2 separate regions of the Mus musculus genome follow, and region 1 is linked to region 2. A link is a contact called in public Micro-C data. All regions are on one chromosome and are shown on one strand. Each heading gives the region's core, a stretch centred on a gene start, on an enhancer-like site or on the middle of the called end of the contact. The rest is flanking DNA. Distances are from core to core; before and after follow the strand shown. Region 1 holds the start of Dmbx1 (diencephalon/mesencephalon homeobox 1). Region 2 holds the start of Dmrta2os (a long non-coding RNA gene).

The links. Hi-C and Micro-C count contacts between places; a contact is called where the count stands out from the background.
Region 1: a Micro-C map of embryonic stem cells shows a contact between it and region 2, with 20 times the contacts expected there. The contact joins the promoter of Dmbx1 here to the promoter of Dmrta2os in region 2. A contact is called at or near these places in 3 of 39 promoter capture datasets (cranial neural crest, embryonic stem cells and maxillary cranial neural crest) and 12 of 484 Hi-C or Micro-C datasets (cortical neurons, embryonic stem cells, epiblasts and 3 more).

Annotation. Positions count from the first base shown.
Region 1 is chr4:115,935,085-115,942,440 of GRCm38.p6, forward strand. Dmbx1 (diencephalon/mesencephalon homeobox 1) reads right to left here and starts at 4,842. Exons shown (of 5, transcript NM_001025567.1): 1 at 4,801-4,842.
Region 2 is chr4:109,976,271-109,983,807 of GRCm38.p6, forward strand. Dmrta2os (a long non-coding RNA gene) reads right to left here and starts at 3,342. Exons shown (of 4, transcript XR_868017.3): 1 at 2,668-3,342; 2 at 1,072-2,516; 3 at 657-843; 4 at 1-499. It overlaps Dmrta2 (doublesex and mab-3 related transcription factor like family A2), which reads left to right and starts at 1,755. Exons shown (of 3, transcript NM_172296.2): 1 at 1,755-2,066; 2 at 3,585-4,139; 3 at 5,335-7,414. The coding sequence starts at 3,593. The coding sequence ends at 6,383.

The DNA of each region.
Region 1 (7,356 bases), core at 3,592-6,091, 6.0 Mb after region 2:
ACAGGCAGGAGAAGAACTTGGAGCTCAGAGCAGTGAACTGGTGGCCTGGCTCCTCCTTGTCCCACCCCAGCAGGGAAAATCCACAGTCCCCACCAGATAAACATCAAGCCACCTTCTGGCCGTTGCTGTTGAGGTAGCGGGATCCCAGCCATCCTCACTGTGGAGCAGCCTCCAAAGTGATCCTGGAGTTGGAGCCAAAAAAGCACACATGTGGGATTGAGGTATGGCTTTAGCAGGGTCAGGGCAGGAGAGGTTCAGGCACGCTGCACCAGAAAATTGCTCAAAGGAAACCCTGACCAGCCCTCTCCGCTCAGGGGGTGGAGGCAGGAGAAGGATGGGGATGTGTCTCAGGATGACCTAGCCTGCTGCCCCCAGAGAAGCTCAGTCTCTTAAAGTTCCCTACACACACTGTTATCCATTAACATCCAATTATTCCTCGGTCCGAGCCATTAATTATAAATCAGCCGCTAATTGGGGTAATTAGCCCCCCACAGGCTAATGGGCCGAGACTGTGAGAGGCCCTTTTGCCTACAGTCCTCGATTTTCTGAGGTCCTTAATGTTTAGGGTGCTAAGAAGTCGGACGGCTGAAATTTAAAAAAGAAAAGAAACAGCGAAATGCGACTGTGGGAGGGAAAATGAGAGAGAGAGAGAGAGAGAGAGAGAGAGAGAGAGAGAGAGAGAGAGAGAGAGAGAGAGAGAGAGAGATTTACTGACGTTTTGGTGTTCTCAATTATGGTCAAGCTTCCGCTCTTGAGGGCGGGTTGGCAGACTTGACCTCAGTCTCTGCGAGTAACTCCAGGTCTAGAGATAACTGCTTGACTCTGTGCTTCCTGTGTCCTCTCTCAAAGAGGCAAAGAGAGCGGGAGACCAGGGGCATGGCACGACTGTGTTGGAACCGAGGACCGGGTCAGATATCCCGCTGTTCCTGGGCAGAAAAGACTGCTGGGCTCGACGGGTTTGCCCAGACCGGGGAGTACCGCAGGCGTGGGCCGGGCCGCTCTGGCATCATGCAGACCCAAGACCCAGAGCAGTCACTGTAGAGTCTCTCTGTGGAGAAGGTTCTCCTGACTGTAGAATACCCTCTTGGAGAAGGTAACTCAAGACATCTGGTGGGGATTCGCGGCAAGGGTCTGTGGTGCTAGTACCCAGCACGCGATTCCCGCACTGCACGCAGATTCCTGTTGGGATGGACCAGTCGGCAGCCAAACCCTGACAGCTGGGGCGATGGCGCTTAGATGGGGGTTGGAGATCGAGTGAGCTCCGGTGACCTAAGGGCATATGGTTGCGGCGCGCTTAGAGCCGTTAAACAGAGGCGGGAGTGACCGCGACAGGAAAAAGCCAAGTGTGCTGACCGGGCAGCTAGGGCCGCTCTTCCTTTTGCTTACAGAAACTGGGCTAAAGCTGGAATGAGGGTTCTGCCGACTCATATTGACAACCAGGCAGGAGGACCCCAGCTCAACCAAATGAAGTGTTGGAAAACCAGACGGATAATCAAACCGAGGGGGGGAGGGCAGCGGGAGGAGAACCCAGCACAGTAAGTACCCTTTGACAGGAGGTGAAACGGAGACTCGCTCAAGGTCAGGGATGAGGGGTACTCAAAGCAGGAGGAATTTGGAGGCCAGAACACAACACAACCCAAAGCTCCTCATCACCCCTCCCACTTCGCCAGCCTGCCCGCTCCTAATGGCCGTGGCGTCGCCCGCGGCCTTGATTAGATATTTATTGCTGTCATTTACATGGGCACCGCGGGGCGGCCGAGCGGGACGTGGGGAAGGGACTGAGCCAGGGAGGAGGGGGTGTGGAATGGGAACTCGGGCAAGGCGGAGAGTGCCTCCTCCAGGACTATGGCTGGGTAGAAGGGTAGGGTGCCTCTGCCAGGCTCCGGAGAAAGACAGAAATGGAGGGCGGACAAAAAGTTAGGCTCCGATGCCCTTGGGCTGTCAAGGTGAGGTCCCAAGTCCGGGCTGTCTCTCTGTGCCCAGTCGCCCCACGGGTTATCTGCGAGTGTCGGTGAAGGCTTAACCTGGGAGTGTGTGACTGTGTCTACCAGGGGATACTGAGAATTTGTGTCTAGATCTTTCTGCCTGTGTGACTTCAGTGTGCCAGGTCACTATAAGCCAGGAGTTCCACTCGGTGTGGCAGTCAATGTAGACTAACCCCTTTCTAATACAGGGAAGTGGGGGGGGGAGCACTACGTTATTTGGGGAGTGGGATTGCTGCAGCAACTGGATCTAGTTTTCCTCTTGCTTTCAAAGTCTGCTAGGAGCCCCAGCAATCCTTCCGGATCTGTGGATCTGTCGCTCCCCAACATCCCAGGCACCAAAATATCCTCAGCCAAAGCCAGGGCCCAGTACTCATTTCAGATCTAGCATGCCAGCCAGAGGTTCGGTGGAAACCCCCCTCCCAGCTCAGTCTCTGTGTGTTCAGACCACAAGCCTAACTCCAGTTACCTATTTTAAGCAGTGAATTTTGCTACCATGTGGAATCATAGTAACTTGAAAATAACAGAGAGGATTATCAAGGGGTCCCACAAGCACTCACCCGTAGCCCAGGAAACTGACCCCTGAGCCAACAGAGCCATCCTAAAGCTCACTTTCATTTGGCCTTCGCCTGGGACGGGTTTCCAATTCTTCGAACCTTTGCCCTTCAGTTCCACTTTCGACTGTGCAACCAAGTTCCTGCGTCCTTGCAGGAGTCTGTGCCCCTGAGGCCTGACGGGATGAGGTAAGGTGACCATCCCGTCCTGAGTTGCGGTGCTTTGCTTCTTATCCAAAGACTCCAACGTAGAGGAGAGAAATTGGAGCAAATTATCTGGATAATTTGCTCTCACTAGGCAGCAAATTTTACTTTTTCCCCCCTGACCACCCACCCACATACATAAGCACAGCTGGTTAGGGAAGAAGGGTAATAGAAACTTATCTTTAGGGGAGAGTGCCTTCCCCCTTCTAAAACCTAGATATGCAAGAAAATGAAGCGCGGATTCAAAAAATAAATAAAAAGAAAAAGAAAAGGAAAGAAAACTGAAAACAGAGCTCACTGCAACCCACTTAAAACGGATAGGCCACAGAATTTCCTTGGCCAGCGCCCTATAGAGAGAGCCAACCCGCCTGCGACGCACAGGATCCCTGGCACGGCACAAAAGAAGAAAATGACACGTCTCCCACTCCCACCTTCGCGAGGACAGACCGGGAGATTCTACAATTTCCACAACTACGCCTGCAACCTCAGTGGTGCGAAAACAGCCTGTTTGCCCCAAGGCCTATCCAGTAAGTAAAGCCCTCAGCTCTCTGCGACGTCCCCAAACCCAAGTTGCCTACAGAAAACCAGTACTAGTCCAGAAGACCCCTGGCCTCCCGTCCGTCCGCTTTTTTCTAAAACGAAAAAGTCCTTCTACCGCCCCAGGCAGAACCCTCGCTGAGGCTACACTAGAGGCCCCGCGGATTCCCAGCTTTGGAATGTTCCCAAAAAGGGAAAGGCGAAAGGCCCGGCCTCTAGATACAATTCTCCCAGAGCCTAGCCTTGGTTTCTCCGACAAGTCACTACACAACTGCACCACCGAGAGCCCTCAGCCCCCTACCAGGATTTGGTCCCCAGATTGATAGGAATTTGAGGAAGAAGATGTTTTCCCCCTAAGTGCTCTAAAGGCACCGCCCGGGCCTTGGAGGCCCCTGATCAGGGTCTGGGAACTTAAGAAACTTCAGCCAAGATCCAGAAAGGTCCATTAGAGGCCCTAGCTTGTCGCCGTCCAAGATGGGTTATGGCCACCGGAATGAGAGGCCCAGAGAGGAGAGACCCTGGCAGAGCCCTTCATTTTTTGATCCCTGCCTCCCAAACGCCGCCCCAGCCTGAATTCCCTGCTGGAGTTCGCCCGCTCCACGCCAGCTCCACGCCAAAACAGGCCGTGGGAGGCCAAACGAATTCCAGAGAACTAAGGCCGTTGCGGACCAAAAACCCACCTGAAAGATCCTAACCTGAGGTCGTGTCTACGAGGGCAGAGGCAGGCTAAGCGCCAAACCACCCCGGCCAAATAATTCGTGTAAAGTCGCAATCCCAGGAGACAAGGAGCCCTAGGTAGCCAGAAAGGATGAATTCTGAGCTAAATCCCAGTATTGCGGGGTACTCGGGAATAGGGACGCTGGGAGGTGTAGGTGGCCCTGCGGGATCCCGGGCAAGGAACCTGGGCGGAGGACCGCGCCCCCTCTCCAGCCTGGGCCGCGGGCTGCGTGACGCCTCGGGGCGCATCTGCTCTGCATTACCCTGACTACCCACCCCCCACCCGCCGCCCCCTTCCAAACTGAAAAAGGATTTGTCTCCGCTTAATATCCAAACCTTTTTTGTATTTATTTTTTTTCAGGGGCGAAGTAATATCTTCCAAATGAGGCAAAACCGTGACGGATCCGAAGCGTTCTCTGCGGGTGCCTGCGTCTCGCCGGCCGAGGCTTCCGTCTCCGCCTCAGCGCTTTTCTACCCACGACTTGCCCTCCTTTCTGCCTCGGAATTTCTAGTTCTTTCCTTCTGTCGCCCTGGCTTCGTGTCCGACCCTGGGGATCGCTCCGCTCCCTCTTTCTCCCCATGGAGCTCCCTCCTCCTGCCTCGGATCTCGTCTCCCCTAAGGCTTAAGTGTCTGTCGCCTTCCAAGTCTCTCACCCTCTTCAAACTTTCCGATCCGCCCACCGACTCCCAGACTACAGGACCGCAAACGAGGAGAAGGTCCCCGGAGCTGACCGCCCGAGCCCTCCCAGTCCCGCCGGGTCCCAGGCCGCTCCTGGCTGCACCCCGCCAGCCCCGCCCGCTCGCACCTGGTCTCCTTGGCCCGCGCCGCCGCTGCCGCTGCCATCTACGCGCGTCCGGGCTGGAGCTGGAGTTTTAAACCGCGTTTCCCGGGCGCAAGGCGCGGGGCCGCGCGCTCCCTACTGGCCCCTGTGGCTGCCAATCACACGCCACTCTCGCCCCGGCCCCGCCCAGCCCCTCTGGAACATCTACGCAGCTCAAGGCCTAGGCAGCCCGGGTCAAACCTTTAGAGGAACTAGGGACCCCGGCAGCGTCCATCATTTCCCCGAGAATATCGTTCCGTCATTGCTGGCTCTGGATCTTGGGCGGTAAAGCCGCAGGTCAATCCCTACGGAGTTGAGGAGTACTGAGAAACCTTCACCTAGGTCTACCTGGTCTCCCTTGACCTTGGGGTGCTCTGCGATGGCTTAAGGAGGGCTTTGTCTCCCTCCCCAGCTGTCACAACAAGGTTGAACTGGGCAACTGCATGCTTAAGCAACCGCAAGCGCAAGCGCGCGCGCACACACACACACACACACACACACACACAAACACTTCTGGTACCACAACACCCGCACGAACACAACCTGCACTCAGTACTCACCACCCAAGCTCAACCCATACAGGGTGGAACTTCCGACAGCAGGATGCTCTTGGAGAGAGTTGGGAGGCTGAGTCTGCCGAACTCACTTCTTCGTGCACATACAACACACATGCACCTGTCTCTGTCTCCGCGGGAGAGGGAGAGAGAAAGAGAAAGAGAGAGAGAGAGAGAGAGAGAGAGAGAGAGAGAGAGAGAGAGAGAGAGCAATGATTCACAAAGCGGAAAAATCCCTGGATAGGGTTTGAGGTTCTTGTCAGCCTCCTTCTCCTTCCAGGTGCAACTGATTCATAGGAAGAGGTCGTTATGCAGGAGGCTGTGGAACCAGAGAAGGCCTTGTGTGTCTGAGGTGTGTGCCAAGGGGTCAGGTGTCCCCGTTAATGTGGGAACCTTGTAGTGCAAGATTGGCTACTGTGGCCATGACTCTGTGGAAGCCTGGAAGGCTGTGTCTATACGACAGTGGTACCTGGAGAGAAGGGTGTGTGTTCTATGCTTGTGTGGTCAGTACTCTGTGCAAGGTGTCTTTGGCCTCAGTGGCTGGGACTAGAATGTGTTGTGTCTTTGTTACTGGTGCTCATGTAACCACAGTCCATGTGTAACTGTGGGATTTTCTTTGTGTGTTGGTAAAGAAGCCTTGTGTGATTTTTTCGGGTCAAGTGTAATCCAGGTGTCTGGACAGACAGGCAGCTGGATCCTAGTTCTGACATTGCTCAGGTCTACAAGCAAACTCTCTGGCCTAGCTCTGAGGAAGTGGGCTGTTTATTTTCTTGGGGGTTAAGGCATGGCGGAGGTTGCCATACTTAACAGTAGATTTTTAAATCCCAGGCTGAGTTGAGAGGGCCAGAAATGTTGGCCTTGGTGGAACAGAGGGAGCCACCAGCAGATTTAGAGGTTGGACCGATCTTCAACCCAGAGTTAGAGGCAGGGCGCCTGAGGGGAGGGGGAGGAGGCTCCAAAGAAAGGGAGGGGGGGCATAAGAGGATTAGGCTGCTTAGACCCTTCTCTCCCACCAGGATCCCCCACCCCCCACCTCAATGCTCCAGAAAAGATTTCTTCTGCCAAAGCAAAACCGTTTAGGCTCGATTTAAAGGGACAAAAAAAGCGGAGGCGGGGGCTTTAAATAACCTTTTAATTTCTCTTCAGGGATCTCGGACTAGTGCAGAAGGGGAGAGGAGAGAAGGAGAGGGAGGGGAGTGAAGGCCTGCCTCTTTGGCTTAGGTAATCAAGATTGCCACTGTACCTCCACCCACCTGCCCTTCACACACACACACACACACACACACACACACACACACACACACGCACATAGATCATCCTGAAGAAAACCATAGAGCTTTGCACACACATATATACTTATTCTGTCACACAACTCTGGGCACAAGTGCATACTACTTGATTAGGCCAGAAATAGTACTTCCCCTCCCCCATCCAATGAGAAACCTTGTTCTAGTGAGGCAAGTGTCTTCTGTCTTTATTCAGTGACCCAGCTATACTCACCCTGCCCTAGCTCCCCTCCTTGGACAGAACAGGGGACCACTGGGCAAGCTGAAGGGTAATGGCTCTGTGCTGAGGAGGACAAAGTGGTTGAGGATACCACAGATTCCGTGCTGCAGGCTGCAAGTGATGAGCATAGGACCCAACCAGGCACCTGCTTCTGGAAGGATCTGTTTGCCACAAACTCCAATTCCCCTTCCTATTCTTCTTACCCCAGGCTGCCAAGACCTCCATCCGTTCAGTCATCCCAGGTCTGTGTTAGTCAGGGTTCTCTAGAGTCACAGGACTTATGGGTAGTCTCTATATAGTAAAGGAATTTGTTGGTGACTTACAGTCTGCAGTCCAACTCCCAACAATGGTCAGCAACAGCTGTGAAGGGAAGTCCAAGGATCTAGCAGTTGCTCAGTCCCACAAGGCAATCAGTGGATGAAAAGAGAGTCAATCTTCCTTCTTCCAGTGTCCTTATGCAGGCCTCCAGCAGAAGGTGTAA
Region 2 (7,537 bases), core at 2,092-4,591:
GGCATAGTCAGAGTTATTCTACCCTCTGGCCCCTGGAGATCTCGAGACCCTTAACTCCCTATCAAATCCTTTCTCCCGGCTCTGGAGAACTTTCCCTGTGGCGGGCACCAGGCTACTATTCTATATTATTCGTGTCCAGGCTCCTTTGAAACAGGCCTGGCGAACTTTCTGGAAGCTGTCTGCTAGATTCTGAGGCTCAACGCCCCTTCTTATCTCCCCCAGTCGGATCCTCAGTTGGCTCCTTGGGCGGAGCGCATCCTGACCCTTGCAGGACCATGGTTCTGTTTTGGGGTCCTGCTGATCTCCTCTTCTTTCCAGTCCCAGTCGCGGGTCCTCCTGAGGCAGGCTCTGGGTGCCTAGCAGATGACCGTCTGCAGTGGCAGAGACCCGACTTCCGACGCCCAAGGGTTTCTAAAAATCAATGCCAAAACGCACGGCAGGGATCGGAAAGGGAGTAAGGAGATAGTTTCGCATTTCATTTAAACGAATTTTCTTTACTCTGAAGGAGAAAAGTAGAAAGCAAAAATGAGAGTAACAGAATGTTAGCCTCAAAGGCAAAGGAAAAGTCCGAGCTGGAGGGTGACACAGTCCAAGGATTTAAACATCAGTAACAGATGGGAATAACTAGGAAGAGATACAAAATTCGAACTTGTTACCTCCTCCGCAGACCCAAGGGGGTTCTCGGGCCGTGACGTCAGCACGGGTCGAGGAAGGCCAAGTCAAAGCAGGTCCAGTGCCCTCGCCCCCTGCGGAAGTCTTGTGGGCTGATGGGTCTGACCGTCTGGCCGGTTCCTCCAGCCTCCAGAGGATCTGGGGAGTCGCAAAGGCGGCTTTTTACTTTGGCTTTAAAAAAAAAAAGTTACAAGTAAACTTTGTTAATTTCAAACAGCCACAAAAAGAATTCCACAAAAAAGGGCAGCAAGATGCAAAGAAATTCGGAAAGGCAAGGAGGGCACAGGGGGCCGAGGGAAAGGGCAGGGGCGCAGGGAGAGGAGAAGCTGCAGCGCTTGGACCCACGTTCCTCCCGGGGCTCCTAGCTTGAAAACACAAATCCTTACAAATCGCACTTACCACTCCGTGACGCCCACGGTGTCAGGACTTTGCAAACGAAGAAACTAAGCATTAAAGGTGATAGAGGGCGGGGGAAGGGAGCAAACCGGCTCTCAACTACCTCGGAGCCCGTCGGACGTGGAAGCACACGGTCACGGTCAGAAGGAAGCCAGCAAAAACCATCTTGGCAAGTCTGCGGTGAACGCCCTCCCTCCCCCACCCCGGCACCCGGGTTCCACTCCCACTTCGACAGCGGTAATTGAATTGTCACCTGCTCCTGTCCCGCCCCAGGCCTCCGGGGCCACTTGGGAAGCTAGGCCTTGCCAAGCGCCCCGGGCCAAGGGAGAGTGGCTCAGTGGAGCCGGAGCCCCAGGAGTAGAGGGGTTACACACGTCTACGCGGAGAGGCGCACCGGACACGGTAATTAGGAGCAATTCACACGCTCTCGGGCGCACGGAAACTTCTTGTCACGACATTTGCAACGCTCCTCCTCGCGCACTCCTTCCCTGGCGCCCCCTCCCATCCCGCAGGCACTCAGCAGAGCGTGCGGAGTTTCGAATCTTTCGGACACTGTAGAATGAGGGGCTCCCCGGGCGCGGGCCCGGCCAATCAGAGCGCCGACTGTCTCCCCTGGCCAATGGCAGGCGCCACATTGTTGTCCAATTCTGTCTAATGGAGCCCTGAGGAGCAACAATAGAGCGGGCGAGCGGCTCATTGAGAGCTGGCAGCGCCGGACTACCCGGCCCGGGGCGAGCGCAGCGTCCGGAGCGCACCGAGGGGACGCCGGTTGCAACCAGCCCGCCCTCGGCCAGGCCCCCGGCCCCGAGGCCCCTCCGGGGTGTTGGACTGCTGTGTTCCTAGAGGGGTCCGGAAGTTCGGACATGGTGGCTGAAGGAGGGTGACGTGGTCAGAGAAGGGGCCGGGGGCAGAGGGACGAGGCCAAGAGAGCCGAGGCGCGAGCCGAGCTGGGCGACGCGTGCTGCGCCAACAGAGGAGGAGCCCGGAGCTCGAGGCAGGTAGGGGAGGGCCGGCAGCCGAGCAGGGGAGGCGACCGGGTCGGTGGCCCCCGAGGGCGAGGCCCAGGCCCTGCCGGGCCTTGGGCATTGAGTGCTTGAGGGTCTGGGGGAAGAGGCCTCGGAGCACACGGTGCTCTGGGATTCCCAGACCCGGACCCCAGGAGCGGCTCCCGGCTCTGGCGGGGACCCGGGCTGCGTGGCGGGGAGTGGAGGCCGCGGCGGAAGCCAGGAGCAGGGCCTGCTGGGCCTTCTGCGGCTGCGGCGCAGGTGAGACTCTCGGGTCCCTTCAGGGTCAGTTTTGGAGGCGACTTCCTGGCCTCCTTTGAGGCCTGCTGGATTGTGCAAGTCCCAGAACCCTGGTCTGAGACCAACACTCTGGAACCTGCGCACAAGCGGGGTCCCAAGAGGTCCCAGGATGAGGAGGGCGTGTCTGAGGACTCAGTTCCTAAACTGGGAGGGGTGGGGGTTGGGTAAGAGGCATTGAGCAAAAGGACTCTGGCTCCTGCAAAGTCTAACTTTTCTGAAGATGTGCTTTCCTCTGACTACTCCAGACTAAAAGTCTAACCCCCAAGCCACAGGTTTCACCCTATCCCCGCCCTACCTTTTGCTGGAGATTTTTTTCCTAAGCAGCGCTGTCCCTCTCGGTGGACCTCAGTCCGGGTCGCCTTGTCAGCTGTTTCTGGACGTTTTTCTTGTTATTCAACTAATCTTTGAGCTAGGGTGGCCAGTCCAAAGAAAGTTTCTTCCGATGGCTTTTCTCTCTTCTCAGCTCTCCTACACTCAGTTCTGTGGAATAGAACTAACCCTTTAGAGGCTCAGACCACAGTATTTGCAGAATTCTTTTGGCTGTGATCCCAGGGCCATAAGCCGAACTTTGCCTCCAAGTTTTGTCTTCTAGTTCTTACCCTACTTCTAACAGGAAAAAATTCTTCAGTTCCTTTTTGCTCGAATTCCTCTGCTTCCACATTGAAAGCTACAATTAAGACCCCAGCCCAACCTGTTCACCTCCTCACCCCGCCTGCACATTTCTCTCCTCTTCACCTGTCCACCAAACGGGATCATTTTGCTCCTTTTTTTTTTTTTTTCTTGCTTTGCCTTTGACATCCGCTTGTTGGTCCCAAGTTTTCTCTGTAATCTGAGTCCCTTTCAGGCAAATATTTCTCTTTTCTCGACTCACCCCAATTAACCTAAGCTTTGGGCATAATATTTTCTTTCCAAATCCTCTTTACATTCAACTGCACCAATGACTTCCAAACGTTGTCTTGTTTTTTTCCCCTTGGCGGAACTACTGATTCAAACGAAATCTTACACGTGTAGTCAGATATAAGAGGTCAGTGGTGGGGGTGGGGGCGTACTTGTTTACAGGGAGCTTCCAGTTCGTTTCCCCAGCAGTTTGACAGCCACAAGTTTAGTTAAACTTGTACAACCAAAGTTTCCCAAAATGGGTTTCTGCAGGCCGTGCTTAAGCCTAGTGACTGTATTACCCTGACTCAGGTATCCCCACTTTCCCCACGCTAGGTCCAGCCATGGAGCTGCGCTCGGAGCTGCCCAGCGTGCCCGGTGCGGCGACAGCAGCAGCGACAGCGACGGGACCACCCGTGGCATCGGTGGCGTCGGTGGCTGCGGCGGCAGCTGCCGCAGCATCGCTACCAGTGAGCGTGGCCGGAGGCTTGCTGCGGGCGCCGCCGCTGCTGTTGAGGGCAGCGGAGAAGTACCCGCGGACCCCCAAGTGCGCGCGCTGCCGCAACCACGGAGTGGTGTCCGCGCTCAAGGGCCACAAGCGCTACTGCCGCTGGAAGGACTGCCTGTGCGCCAAGTGTACGCTCATCGCCGAGCGCCAGCGCGTCATGGCGGCTCAGGTGGCCTTGCGCAGGCAGCAGGCGCAGGAGGAGAACGAGGCGCGCGAGTTGCAATTGCTGTACGGCACTGCCGAGGGCCTGGCGCTGGCCGCCGCCAACGGCATCATCCCCCCGCGGCCTGCCTACGAAGTCTTTGGCTCGGTTTGCGCCACCGACGGCGGGGGTCCTGGAGCTGGAGCGCCCGCGGGGAGTGCAGGGGGCGCAGGGGGCGCAGGTGAGAGCACGGTCACACTGGGGGTGGGGTGGGGTCTGGAAGGAGGAGCCCAGGGGACACAGGGCTGGTGCGCGAGGCCTAGTGGCTTGTTCCTTCCCTGACAAAGTGCAGCTCCCTTCCCTAGATGCTCCAACTACTTAACTGTGGCTCTCCACCCACTCATAAACTCTCTGCCCTGCCTGCAGTTTTTATACTTTCTTCCTCGCCCTCACCCCAGGCCCCAAGGCAACACTTTAGCCTTACTCTTGTTAGGGGGCAGGTCCTTAGTTACTGCCCAACTCATTTAGCTGGGCCTTCTCCCCTGGCAGCCCGGAAGCCGCCCATCTGTTCTGCTCTGAGCTTCTTACAGGCCACCACTCTCTTTTCTTCCCAACTCTTCTGAAAAGACCCTGGCAATCCTTCTAATCCGCACTACTTCCCTAAGTACTGGAGACGCCCTCTTTCGTTTCTCAGCAAGATTCCTTTCCTCCAGTTCCTAAGGCATTTCTGACAAAACATTCTCTGCGTTCCCCTCGCTCTGGCTCCGTTTCTCTCTCAGGCACGCCGGGTTTCTCATAGTTGGCACTTTTTTTGCTCTTTCTCGGGTCCCTTTCCCTTGCTCTGTCTACTCTACTTTTTTGACTCGAAGGTGAGGGAGGCAGTTGGGCAATGGGACGGTCCCGGCTCTCAGACTCTTTGGAAGAAGGACATTTCTTAGGAGTTTTGAAAAATGTGGTCAAGAAATAGGATGTAATTTATTTTGTCTGTAGAGAGGCTAAGGACCTAGTCCCCTAAGGATCCCTCTCTCCAGGTTGAAGTGCCTAAGGCTCTGGCAACCTGAGTGAGTAGTGTCTTCCACATACTCTGAGGTATAGGTAGAAGTTCTGTTTGCTCGGATTGGAATCTTGACAAAGCCACTTCTCTAGGGCGGGGTGAGATGGGAAGGGAGTGGAGGTGTTAGGGCACAAGTGTAGGAAGAGCTTACTGAACATCAAGTTTTCAGGGTGTCAGGTCGGGGTGGGGGTGTCTGGGCACAGAAGAAGCGTGAGCCTAGGAGGAGGGGGAGAGCTGTAGGATCTTTGGGAAGAGGTAAAAATAAAACCAGAGCCCTGTCAAGAATAGTTGGGAGGTGGAGAGGAACAAGAGGAAACTGGCATTCAAAAGGGTCCAGTGTTCTTAACCTCTCCTCACATCTCCGTCTTTTCCCTCCTCTCAGAGGCCAAATTGCAGAAGTTTGATCTGTTTCCCAAGACGCTGCTTCAGGCCGGCCGCCCCGACAGTCCGCAGCCGCCGCCAGGGAAGCCCTTGTCGCCCGACGGCGCGGACTCAGGTCCCCGGACCTCGTCCCCGGAGGTGCGGCCCGGCTCAGGCTCGGAGAACGGAGACGGCGAGTCCTTTTCCGGGTCGCCTCTGGCCCGGGCCTCCAAGGAGGCGGGTGGCAGCTGTCCTGGGAGCGCGGGCGCCGGCGGTGGCGGCGAGGAGGACAGCCCCGGCTCCTCCAGCCCCCTGGGTTCCGAATCGGGTTCGGAGGCTGACAAAGAAGAAGCCGAGGCCGCACCGACTCCGGGGCTGGGCGGCGGGCCGGGGCCGCGGCAGCGGACGCCGCTGGACATCTTGACGCGCGTCTTCCCGGGCCACCGGAGAGGCGTCCTGGAGCTGGTGCTGCAGGGCTGTGGCGGCGACGTGGTGCAGGCCATCGAGCAGGTGCTCAACCACCACCGCGGAGGCCTGGCGGCTGGCCTGGGCCCCGCCGCACCGCTGGAGAAGGCCGCGGTGAGCGCGGCGGTGGAGGACGCGTGGCCCGGGCGCGTGGAGGCCGCAGCCGCCGGGGGAGCCGGGTTGCCCGCTCCGCTGCAGACCGGGCCCACCGCGCCCCCGCACCACAGACCCTTGCTGGCCGGGGCCATGACGCCCGGCGCGCTGGGCTCGCTCAGCAGCCGCTCCGCCTTCTCGCCACTGCAGCCCAATGCCAGCCACTTCGGCGCCGACGCGGGCGCCTACCCTCTGGGTGCGCCGCTCGGCCTGAGCCCCCTGCGCCTGGCCTACTCGGCGGCGGCGGCCCACAGCCGCGGCCTGGCCTTCATGGCGCCCTACTCCACGGCCGGCCTGGTGCCCACACTCGGTTTTCGGCCGCCCATGGACTACGCCTTCAGCGACCTCATGCGCGACCGCTCGGCCGCTGCCGCCGCTGCGGTGCACAAGGAGCCCGGCTACGGGGGCGGGCTGTACGGGCCCATGGTCAACGGCACCCCTGAGAAGCAGTAGGGTATGGGGCCAGGCAGCCCGGCCACCCCGAAACAGCGACCTAGCCTGCTCCCCCAGCTGCAGGCCCCTCCTCGCCCTGCCCTGCGCCCTCCGCTCACAGTTGGCTTTAGGGACTTGCTTGGGTGGGTGGGTGGGAGCACCTCGGCTGACCGCGCAGGTGTCCCCAGAGGAGCCCTGTGGTCTGGGTGCTCGCCCCGCTTCGGGTCACCTTCCCCCGGGCCTGCCCGCCTTGTTGTCAAGAGGCTGGGGATCCCTAAGAACCCCGAGGGCGACTGCGGCCTCGCCCACCCCTGCTGCTCCCTCTGCTCCGCTCGCCTCCTCAACACGCGCTCAGGTGGATGGCAGGATGGACCAGCCTCTTGTGTGTCCTCCAATACCCGTTCCCCTTTCGTTTTTAAAAAATCCGCTCTAACAAATATAAATTTAGGATGTATACATCTCTTGGCACTGACTCGAGTCTTTGGGACACATATATATCAGTATCAACTGTAAAAAAAAAAAAAAAAAAGAGACGTCCTAAGGTGCACTTTCCTCGTTGCGGTATTTGTCGCTCTCTTTGTTGCTTATGCCGATAAGCATGGGTTTCCTTGGTGCAGTGTGAGTTTTTATATATGTATAAATCTATATATAATCTATACATATATATACAAGCCAGTGTATAATGTTATAAAATGGAATTCTAAGTTATTAATTGTAATCTGTAGGTGACCTCGGTATTAACGTGGAAAACATTCAAAAATCAAAGCAAAAAAAGGACAAAATGGAAAAAAATTAGACTATTCGCACATTGTACGTATCGGGTTTTATAGCTGAAATCTACTGTATTCTGGGGAGGTACCCTGCCGACCCCTGGTCCCCCGGCCTGCGGCTGTTCTCCAAAGCGGTCCAGGCTGCGCTGAAGCACGAATAGAGCGTCGGGTGAGTGAGCCAGAAGCTCCCGGACTCGCCAGCGAGCGACGCTGCGCACAGCTGCTCACTTTGTGCTTTCCTTTGCATAGGTATGAGCTAGAAATAAATGTTATTTTCTAAATAAAGTAACGCTCGAATCCCGTTCCGCTCCTCGGGCGGCTGGGAGGAAAAGCTTTAATTTCCCACTGGGGCCGCGGTGGCCCGAAGTCACGGATCGCGCCTGTGCCCCGACCCTGAAGGAACCC